Regions from separate parts of the Sus scrofa genome. Here region 2 is linked to region 1. The links are chromatin contacts, called in public Hi-C maps. All regions are on one chromosome and are shown on one strand. Each heading gives the region's core, a stretch centred on a gene start, on an enhancer-like site or on the middle of the called end of the contact. The rest is flanking DNA. Distances are from core to core; before and after follow the strand shown. Region 1 holds the start of CSTF1 (cleavage stimulation factor subunit 1). Region 2 holds the start of RAE1 (ribonucleic acid export 1).

Region 1 (5,389 bases), core at 350-2,849:
AGAAATTCTGGAGAGCTGCAGGAAGACTGCTTCTCAGGTGATTCTGGTTTACAGCCAAGCACAGGAGTCAAATGCAGAGGACCTGCACGAGATCCCTGCAGTTCACACCAGAGATCCTACTGGTCTAAATAGGAAAGTCGATATTTAATAGCACTGTGGGTTTAGACTTTTTCTTTCTTTGTCAAACCTACAAATGCCTGGAAAAAATGAAGCATGGAAAGGAAATAAGGTGCATAATTCAAAGAAAAGGGAACGTTAAGGGTGACTTTTACTGCCTCCTGCTCAAGGGTGGTAGCCAGGACGTTTGTTAGAAATGGAAACTTTTCAGGTCCGATCCCAGACCTAACAAACCAGTTCCCGCATTTCAACATCCCCGTTCCCGCATTTCAACATCCCCAGATAACCATCGAGCGCTGGGCTAGATCACAGGTTCTCAATGAACCATCAGAACCACCTGCACAGCTTGACAAAAACACAGACACCTGAGTCCTAAGCCCAAGCACTTCTGATCCATTAGGTGGGACCCTACTTTTTCCCAAGGATCCTCAAGCAGTCCTGATAAAGGCAGTCCAAGGTCTACAGTTTGAGAAGCACTGGCCCGCGAAGGCCTCTTCCGAGAAGTTATTTACTCACCCACTCACCCAACCGGCCCGGACACGAGCCTTTGCAGCTAGTCTAAGGTCGCCCCCGTGCCTAACATTCACCACTATCGATACCTCCCTAAGTTCGTCGCCTGCTCTCCACCGCCCCCCAAGCACGTACACTCCAAGACAATAAAAAACTTTATTTTTCTCACCCAGGTGCTCACTGAAAGCACACTGCCCACCCCACCAGCTCAACAACCCCATCCACTCCAGGCGTTTAATAACACCAAGTGGCGTCTTACAGGGCGCCTCGGGACCAGGAGCAGAGGGGAGGGCTCTGGGGAAGCACCAGGCTGGGGCGCGGGGCCGGGGGGGGGGTGCAGGGGGACCCTTTCTCGCCCCGACCCTCCCATGCAAGCCCCGCAGCCCCACCACCCGCTTCCCTCCCACCCTCTCGCTGAGGCCACCCACCCAGCGGCTGCCCGCCCTCCTGAGAGCTGCTCCGGGGCTACGCACCTAGGGGTTCTCACCTCCAACTTGAAAACAGCGCTTCCTCCAGAGGGCTCAGCCGTTAGGACGCAAAGTCTTCATTTTAAATAGGAGTTAAACCCTCTTAGCCGAAAGCTGATTGGCCTGAGTCAGAGAGGCGCTACCTTTTCATTGGTTCAAGGCCAACTCGCCGGCTTGAGTCACAGCCCAGGAGAGGCGGCGCGCAGGCGTACTTCCTCCGTGAGGCCCCGGAAGTGGTGGAGCCAACGGCCCGCCACATCCGAGGCCGTTCGAGAGCCCACAGGGCTCTCCTGGTCTGACATTTATCGGTGAGACAGCAGGGCTTTGGCGTCAGGGCCCCCGCGTAGGAGATAAAGTCTGAGGAGGTGAACGAACCTCCCGAACACGCCCGTGAGTAAGATGGCGAGAAGGGCAGGAACGAGTGGGTTCGATCGATAGCGCAGCGCTCGGCGCGACGCCCTTTGCGCGTGCGCAGTGCACGTGCACGCGGAGCGATCGATTGGGCAGGATTCGCGTCTCCATTTTTCTAGGAGAGAGCGGGAGACCGGAGAGAGCGGGTATGGGGGGCCCGGGTTTCGCGGAGAGTGGCTGGTGCGGTCGGCTGGGCCCTTTGGGAGACCACAGGAAGGGGCGAGGCGGGAAGGGTCGACGGTGAGCGATGCGGCCTGTGCCCTGAGTTGCCAGGCTAAGGCTGCATTTGCTCCTCCTCTTCAAAGGCCTCGCTCTCACTCTCTCTCCATCCCCAGTTGGCCTTTAGGTCCGGGTGATAGCGGAACGTACGGTGAGGGGGGCGTCTGTGTTCTCGCCGCGGTGCTCCTTCCAACTCCAGGTACGACCAGTCCTGGGTGGGCCTCTTCCTATCCTCTGGCCGCAGCCCCTTCACCTGCAAACTGGGGATGGTAATTAGGCACTTACTCGCCCAGCGAGCGAACGTTCTTTGGGAGTTGGGAAGCAGGGCTTGTCCTGTCTTTCTTATTTTAACCTTTTGGTACGCCTCCTGATGCTCCTGGCTTAAGTGGAGATACAGGATGGAATAGTGCTCAAGCTCTGGGCTCTGGTGTGGGCAATCCCAGTGGCCACTTTAACCTTGGACGAGTTTCGCAGCAGCATTCTGTTTGCAGTGTTTCCTAACCTTTTTGAGCCAGTTTGATCATCAATGTTGTGTCCTAGTGGGTGTATGTATATATGTGTGTGTATATATATAATTTGTTTTTTCTCCGTATACTTTAAATATATCTTAAGAGTTTAGCGTGGTGTTTGGCAATTGCTTAGTAAATGTTAGCTGTTGGTATTAACACTCATCAGTGCAGCACAGTAAGAACTCAGGCTCTGGGCTCAAATAGATTAGTTTAAGGTTCAGGTTCTGCCATTTACAAGCTCTTGGGTCCTGGGTTAAGTTAATCTCTCTGGGCCTCAGGTTGCCTACCTCTAAAATGAGATTTGATGAGGACTGAACAAGGTAATGCATATTAGTTGCTTACAACATGTGTATTACTGTATTAAATGTCTAATGGATTTTTACTGGTTCATTAAGTTTTTAAGGAGCACTACAGGCAGTGGAAACAGCACAGTCTCTAGAGTCAAATCACCTGCATTCTAATTCACGTTCCTTGGGCAGTAGACCTTGGCCAAGCTATTGCCCCTCCTCACCTGTAAACAGGATTACTGAACCTCCTTTATAGGGTGTTGAGGATTAATTGAGAGGAAACATGGTAAAAAAAAAAAAACTCAATAAATGTTAGCTCTTCTTATTATCATTAGCCTCAGTAATTCTCCAGGGGGCAGTGTGTAGTTAAAAAACACTGTTCCCCACAACACCTCCCACTTGCAGTCACCCCTGTGAGGTACAACAATACCAGTAGATACCAGTGTTAGCTGCCCACTCACTGCCCTTTTTCATAGTCATCTCTCCTGTGCTTCTGCCTTCCAGTTTTCTCCTCTGCCACAGCTACCTATCTGCCTTTGACTTTTTGTTGTTGTTGTTATTTCCCCAATACAATTTTTTTTTCTCCCATACAGCATGGTGACCCAGTTACACATACATGTATACATTCTTTTTTCTCACATTATCATGCTCCATCGTAAGTGACTAGACATAGTTCCCAGTGCTACACAGCAGGATCTCATTGCTAATCCATTCCAAAGGCAATAGTTTGCATGGATTAACCCCAAGCTCCCAGTCCACCCCACCCCCTCCCCCTCGGCAACCACAAGTCTCTTCTCCATGACTTTTATTCTTTTTTTTTTTTTTTTTTTGTCTTTTTGCTATTTCTTTGGGCCGCTCCTGCGGCATATGAAGGTTCCCAGGCTAGGGGTCCAATCGGAGCTGTAGCCACTGGCCTACGCCGGAGTCACAGCAACGCGAGATCCGAGCCACGTCTGCAACCTATACCACAGCTCACGGCAACGCCGGATCGTTAACCCACTGAGCAAGGGCAGGGACCGAACCCGCAACCTCATGGTTCCTAGTCGGATTTGTTAACCACTGCGCCACGATGGGAACCCCCCCCCTTTTTTTTTGACTTTTATTCTTTATTGCTGTTTGCCCCGGCAGCCTTCCGGCATCTGTACAGACGTACATTTATGTACAGACATTGATTTTTATAATCAAGTTATCTAATCATGTCCACCATTTGGAGTTTGTTTTTGTTTTTGCACAAACCGAAAACCAGCATCTAGTTTTTTTCTCTAAGACAAGGGAAAACTTGAGCCCTTATAAATCAGCCTGAGTGCATAGCCCTTCACATTTTTCCTTTTATAGTTGTTTCACCATATCCCATTTGCCAGTATTTTATCTGCGACCTACACCTACAGCTCACAGCAACGCCCAATCCTTAACCCACTGAGCAAGGCCAGGGATCGAACCCGCAACCCCATGGTTCCTAGTCGGATTCATTAACCACTGCACCACGACGGGAGCTCTGCCAGTATTTTATTAAGCCATTGATCTTTGAATCTTTCCGAAGCGTTCAACTTGATTTCATTTTCATAGCACAGTAGCTTTTTAGCTCTCATGTTTTGATTTACTGCCTAAGGAAATCATAGAATTTAACAAGCTTAGTTGCCTTAAAACATATGTTAAGAATGAACATAAGTAAACCTAACAGCTCAGCTGGTGCAGGCAGTAGTGTCTAGACATCTGACGATACCAGCTGTCTTTCCCATTGCAAATATGAGCCAGTGTTTTATTAACAGAAGAAATGGAAGGTTCTGGGATAGCAGTAAAGAATAAAAATCACAGGTGGGTAGTTTGGCAGAAAAGAAAAGTTGAAGAAGAGAGGTCTCACTGTAAATATTGGCTAACAGGATTTGAACAGTTTCTTCGTGCCGCTGCGCTCCATGCTCTGCATGCACCATCTTGTTGAACCTTCACGAACCTATTTAACAGCTGTGAACCTGCTCCCAGAGAAACAGGGCTGTGGACCGAATAAACGCAGCTGATAGAGCTGGGGTTTCAGCCCTGAAGGTCTGACCAGATTCCTGTGTTGCTTCTGTGATAGCCCAGTGCCTCTGCCCTTCATCATCCGCTTGCCTTCTCTCTTGCAGCTGGCAGGGAAACTGTCTTCCTCTCTAAGATGTACAGAACCAAAGTGGGTTTGAAGGACCGTCAGCAGCTCTACAAGCTGATCATCAGCCAGCTGCTCTATGATGGCTACATCAGCATTGCTAATGGCCTCATCAACGAAATCAAGCCTCAGTCTGTCTGTGCACCCTCAGAGCAGCTCCTGCATCTCATCAAACTAGGTAACTCGTGCGTGCAAGTTCCTTGTGTCCGTGACAAGGTTTCAGATGTTTTCCACCAGTGCTAGAGGGTGAAGGAGTAGGCAGAGATCCAGATTGTGATGGTGTCCAGCCGGTTCTGGGCAAAGGATCGGTATACGAATCATCTGGAGCTTTCTGCCATTGTTACGGACTTGGTTGAAGGCTCAGCTCAAGTGGTCACCTCAGATGCCTCTTCTTCTCTTCTAAAATAACCCAGGTATCTTCCCGGTACTTCCCCCGTTGCTCTAAAACAACACTCCCGTTTCCTTCGTGACTGAATCACTGCCTGAGGTTTTCTTCATTGTTTCCCGCCATCTGTAGCACCTCCCCTCAAAAGACTGCACATTTGATAAAGGCCTTGAACTTCTTCTTGTGTAGCAGTATATCCTGGTGCTTGCCTGGGTCATAGAAAGCACTAGATGGAGTAGAGAATCGTCCGACATGTTTACACCTTTTGCCTTGGCAATGTAAATTGTGAGAATCTGCCTGAGGAGATAAAATCAATTCCACAGAAATGTCCAGCGATGTAAATT
Region 2 (5,240 bases), core at 914-3,413, 780 kb after region 1:
AAAATCTAGGAAACTAGACAAGGCAAATACACACAATCTTATGAAACAGTATATATGCACTGAGAGAGTTTGGGGAGATTGCAAGAGAGATGGTATAAGAGGATCCATTGGGGACGGAATGAGGAAAGGTGTCACTGAGGAGGGAGGACCTGTCAGAGATGATTCCAAGATTTTGCTGGTAGGAAAGTCGGTAGAGGACAGACTTCACCGGCTCTACTGCTTAACAGCTGTGTGATGTCTGGCAGGTCGAGTTACCTCCCTCAGCCTCAGTTTCCTTTTCTATAAAATGGACATTAGGAAACCTACCCCAGAGGACTGCTCAGAAAATTACAGGAGAGGGAGCAGCCAGTGCTTAAACAAGCTATTATTATTATCCTTGTTTAGACTAGAGGTTCTGAACCTTGGCTGTATCTTAGAATCACTTGAAGCGTTTTTATTTTTTTAGTTAACAATTTTTTTTTTCAGAGTTCCCATTTCGGCTCAGTGGAAACAAATCTGACTACCATCCATGAGAACGCAGGTTCAATCCCAGGCCTCACTCAATGGGTTAAGGATCCGGGGCTGCCATGAGCTGTGGTGTCGGTCGCAGATGCTGCTCAGATCTGGCATTGCTGTGGCTGTGGTACAGGCCCTCAGCTGCAACTTCCATTCAACCCCTAGCCTGGGAACCTCCATATGCTGCAAGGGTGGCCCTAAAAAGGCAAAAAAAAAAAAAAAAGAAAGAAACGTTCTTTTTAGGGCTGCACCTGAGGCCTATGGAAATTCCCAGGCTGGGGGTTGAATCAGAGCTAAGCTGCAGCTGCCAGCCTCTGGGTCATAGCAACCACAGAAACACTAGACTTGAGCTGCATCTGTGACCTACACCACAGCTTGTGGCAAACCACTGAACGAGGCCAGGGATCAAACCCGCATCCTCATGGATACTAGTCGGGTTAATAACCTGCTGAGCCACAGCAGGAACTCTGAGAGCTTTTTAGAAATATTCTCTTAGTTCCACCCCAGACCAACTAAATCAGAATCTCTGAAGATGAGACCTAGGCATTACCATTTTTTAAAAGCTTCCCCAAGTGATTCCAAACACCTCGTCTAGATCCTTGGTGTTTAACTGCGGTCCATAGCCTGGAACTTCAGCTGGGAATTTGCTTGAAATGTTGGTTCTCAGGCCCACACTGAACCTTCTGAATCTGCATTTAATAACAAGGTCCCGTGGATCCTAAGGCTCCCTGCAGATATCAAGGCTTTTGGTATGCAGGCCACACTAAGTAGTAAAGAAGGTTCAGTGTGTTGAACGGTAACCTTAGGAAATTCCTATTTTTCCTTCCTAAAGGAGGAAAAAGCAACCAACTGAAATATTGAGTTGGCACGTGTGCATCCTAACAGCCCCTTATCATTCCCGTGGACCTTACACTTAGCAAAAGTCCTTCTTGTGTGTTTCTTCACTTGAACCTAATTAAGAATAGCCCTGGAAATTAAGCATCATTATCCCCATTTTACGGCTGAAACTGAGGTCCAAAGAGCCTGGACGGCTCAAGATACCCCAGCCGCAGTTATGGAGGCCAGAGTAGACCAAGCAGCGTCCCATCAGCCTCTGGAAGATTGACCGCAACCAGGATTCTGCTCCACTTGTAATTCACAAGAGAAAATTCTAACTACCCTTAACCAGCCCCGGCTGTGGATTGATCTGAGTGGTCGCTGGGCAACCGAGTTGGCTACACCAGCTTTGGACCAATCTGCAAACTGCTGGCACAGGGACTTCTTCTTGGCGTCATTAGCACTTCTGCGCATGTGTAATTACCTTGAGGGGGCGGAGCTTCCCCTTCCTTCCGGATGACACCGGAAGTGCCTCGTGGGTGCATGCGCAGCGGCCCCCACGGTAAATAGGGCAGTTTTTAGGCCAGCGTGAGACCTCGAGGTCGGAAGATAACTGTCGCTGCCGCCTTGCCTTCGCCTCGTCCACGCCCGAGCCGGGTCACAGGCTCCTGAGCTCTTTCTGCTCCCCGTCGTCGGCTTCCCTCCGCGGCGCGACTCTCAGGTAGGCCCTGTGCTGCTTCCCCTCGTTCCCCGCCGCCATGGCGCGGTAGGCCGGCCCCCCGGCGGAGTGCGCCCCGCCACGGGGTGCTGGGGCACGAGCCGGGCTGTTAGCGGGTTTCATTAGTGGCCGCTGGGAGGGACGTCGGGGCTGGACGGGTCACCTCAAGTCTAAGCCTCTCGTTTTTTTTGTTTTGTTTTTTGTGATTTTTGTGTGTGTGGGGGGGGGAAACTGAGGCTCCGGGAAGGGTCACAGAATTGACGGCAGCCCTTGCCGCCTTTGCTCTTCCTCGTTACTTGTCTGGCTTCTCATCCGACACAAGCTACCGCCTCGGAGATCTTCCCAGGTCCTGCTACACAAGGGCGTCCCTTTCTAGTCTCTGCCACGTCAACCCGCTTGATCTCCTTTGTTGCACTTACCACTCTGAAACTAAGTCTGTTTGTTTCTGTCTTCCTCCGCCAAGTGTGTGTTATATTCACGTGCACACACACTGCGCCCAGGCAGGTATCTGGGAAACGCCAGCCGCTTTGGGCCTGGTGTATATTGGGGAAGCATCCAGGCAGCTCTCTGGCGTTCTCCTCGGGAGGGGATTGGTTGAAACAAATTCCGGGTGGTAACCGGTACTACTGGGAAGAAGGCGGGGGTGTGTGGAGGGGTGGAGATCTTGCTTTGGGAAGAAGGCAGGCAAGCCTCGGAGGAGGTGACTTTGTTAAAAAAGATGCTTGTAGCAGCTTTATGGAAGCGGCGCAGACTGTAACCCATTTAAAGGGTACAGTTGGGTACACATCGCCGCGGTGCAGTTTTAGACTATTTCCATCACCCCAGAGAGCTCACAGGAGGCATTCGTTTGGATTGGGACCCTAAGATTCACACTGAGACAACTGGGGGTCTGGGAGAGGGCAGATCATCCCAGGCTGAAGGAGCAGCTCATAGGAATCCTCCCAGGCCGGAGGAGTTTGCTGTGTGCACAGGCAGGAAGCCGTCAGCGGGCGGGGCGGGGGCGTCGCACGGAGGGAGCGAGCAAGATCAGGCCAGTTGGAGGTAAACGCGTGTCTTCCGACCTTCTTGAGGGTAGCCTCTGGTCCATATAGGCTGATTAATGCTTAGTGACTGTTGCTCTTTTCCCCTCATTCACCCCTCATTGCAGAAATGCTCTCTCCCACCTTCTGGGTTGAGGAGAAGGGAGGAACAGAAGTTTCAAACACTGTATGTATGAGCTCACGTGGTTTTCATAGCTCCATGAAGTAGATATTAGGGTTTATTTTTAAAAATGAGAAAATCGAGGCTAAATAGTTTGCTCAAAGCCATGTGTTTTTTAGTTCCTTGGTGTTTGCAGAAGCCTTGTCATTCTTTTGTTTGCTGTTTCAGATCCATGTCTTAGGGTAGGAGGCAGAGGTGACCAGCACCACCACATCCTTGTACAGAGTTGCTGAGTTGCTAATGCATTCATAGACCTAGTGGGGCTACACCTGATTGTCTTTCATGGGGTGTAGCTTGGGAAACTCAAACACCTTCCCCACATCTGTCACAGTTTTCCCATTTGTGTGGTCTTAACAGATACCACTCCTGTCGTATGTCTCTCAGCTACTAGGCTCCTTTGGGGGAGGTTACAGACACAGTGTGAAAATTTGAGAACAATGACAGAATTGAAGTGTGGCCTCAGTGTATGTGAGTCATCAGAGTTCTATATAGTACATAGTCTTTCCAAGTTCCTGTCGTGGCTCAGCGGAAAAGAATCCAACTAGGAACCATGAGGTTGCGGGTTCAATCCCTGGCCCCACTCACTGGGTTAAGGATCGGCATTGCCGTGAGCTGTGGTGTAGGTTGCAGACATGGCTTGGATTTGACGTTGCTGTGGCTGTGGCATAGGCTGGCAGCTGTAGCTCTCATTGGACCTCCAGCCTGGGAACCTTCATATGCTGAGAATGCGGCCCTAACAAGAAAAAAAAAATAATAGTAAAATTAAAGAAGACATAGACTTTCTTCCTGGAAGGAAAAAAGGGAAAGCTGTTTATGACCCACTATGCACTAGACACTGCACTTGCTGTGTGTAATGTGATTTATCTTCAGAGCAACCCTGGAGAAGGTGTTAATATGCTCCGTGTTTGCAGAATAGGGGAAATGGGGCTTGATGAGACTAGGGTCCCAGCTGTGGTAAGTGGCAGAGGCATGATTCTACCCCTTCTAGACTGTGGTGCCCAGGAAAAAACTCCAAGTGGGGGGATTCTTGCAGGTCAGATGTCCAAGGCATAATGCCAAACCTTTCAGTGCCTAAGGAGGACAAAGTGGATTACTTTTAAAACCTTCTACACAATTGCTACCAGGACTGGTGGCTTTTCTAAGTAACTTCATGCAGAGACACTGACCTGAACCAGAGTGTGGAAGTTGGTGAGAAGCACGTGAACTGTCACAAGTGAGAACGGGAAGAGTGGCGCCTTCTGCTGCTTTACTGTTATATCTGGGCGCTCAGCACGGTGTCTCTGACTAGATGGAATGAGTGGATTTATTTCACAGCTGGTGATCGAAAAATACTCTGCTGTGATGTATCAGCAGTGGTTAATTCATGATGACAGTTGTAAGAAGAAAGCTGGATGTGGGGTGTATGGAATCTTTGGAATTTTCTACCAAAAAACCCATTCTAAGTTTATTTTTTAAAGGGAGTCTACTTACTGCATATTTAGATCTTTTCAAAAACGAGAAGGCTGGGAGTTCCCGTTGTGGCGCAGTGGTTAACGAATCCGACTAGGAACCATGAGGTTGCGGGTTCGGTCCCTGCCCTTGCTCAGTGGGTTAACGATCCGGCGTTGCCGTGAGCTGTGGTGTAGGTTGCAGACGCGGCTCGGATCCCGAGTTGCTGTGGCTCTGGCGTAGGCTGGTGGCTACAGCTCCGATTGGACCCCTAGCCTGGGAACCTCCATATGCCGCGGGAGCGGCCCAAGAAATAGCAACAACAAAAGACAAAAAGACAAAAAAAAAAAAAAAAAAAACGAGAAGGCTGATATCAAGAAGACATTTATTTATTTACTTTTTATTCCCCTTTTATAACCTAATTATCTTTATATTGCTTCTCAATGATATTTATTACCTGAGAAAGAACCTTAACTTTTTCCATTATTTTTTAGGGCCAAAATGAGTCTGTTTGGAACAACCTCGGGTTTTGGAACCAGTGGGACTAGCATGTTTGGCAGCACAACCACAGATAATCACAACC

Evidence for each region. A called contact is a pair of places that touch in the nucleus more often than the background predicts.
Region 2: a Hi-C map of liver shows a contact between it and region 1, with 4 times the contacts expected there. The contact joins the promoter of RAE1 here to the promoter of CSTF1 in region 1. A contact is called at or near these places in 3 of 47 Hi-C or Micro-C datasets (embryonic fibroblasts, liver and mesenteric adipose tissue) and 1 of 2 datasets of contacts at active chromatin or transcription factors (alveolar macrophages).

Annotation. Positions count from the first base shown.
Region 1 is chr17:56,970,924-56,976,312 of Sscrofa11.1, forward strand. CSTF1 (cleavage stimulation factor subunit 1) reads left to right here and starts at 1,600. Exons shown (of 7, transcript NM_001110430.1): 1 at 1,600-1,651; 2 at 1,841-1,923; 3 at 4,641-4,838. The coding sequence starts at 4,670. It also overlaps a transcript of AURKA not described here.
Region 2 is chr17:57,750,018-57,755,257 of Sscrofa11.1, forward strand. It overlaps RAE1 (ribonucleic acid export 1), which reads left to right and starts at 2,164. Exons shown (of 12, transcript NM_001105296.1): 1 at 2,164-2,533; 2 at 5,152-5,240. The coding sequence starts at 5,159.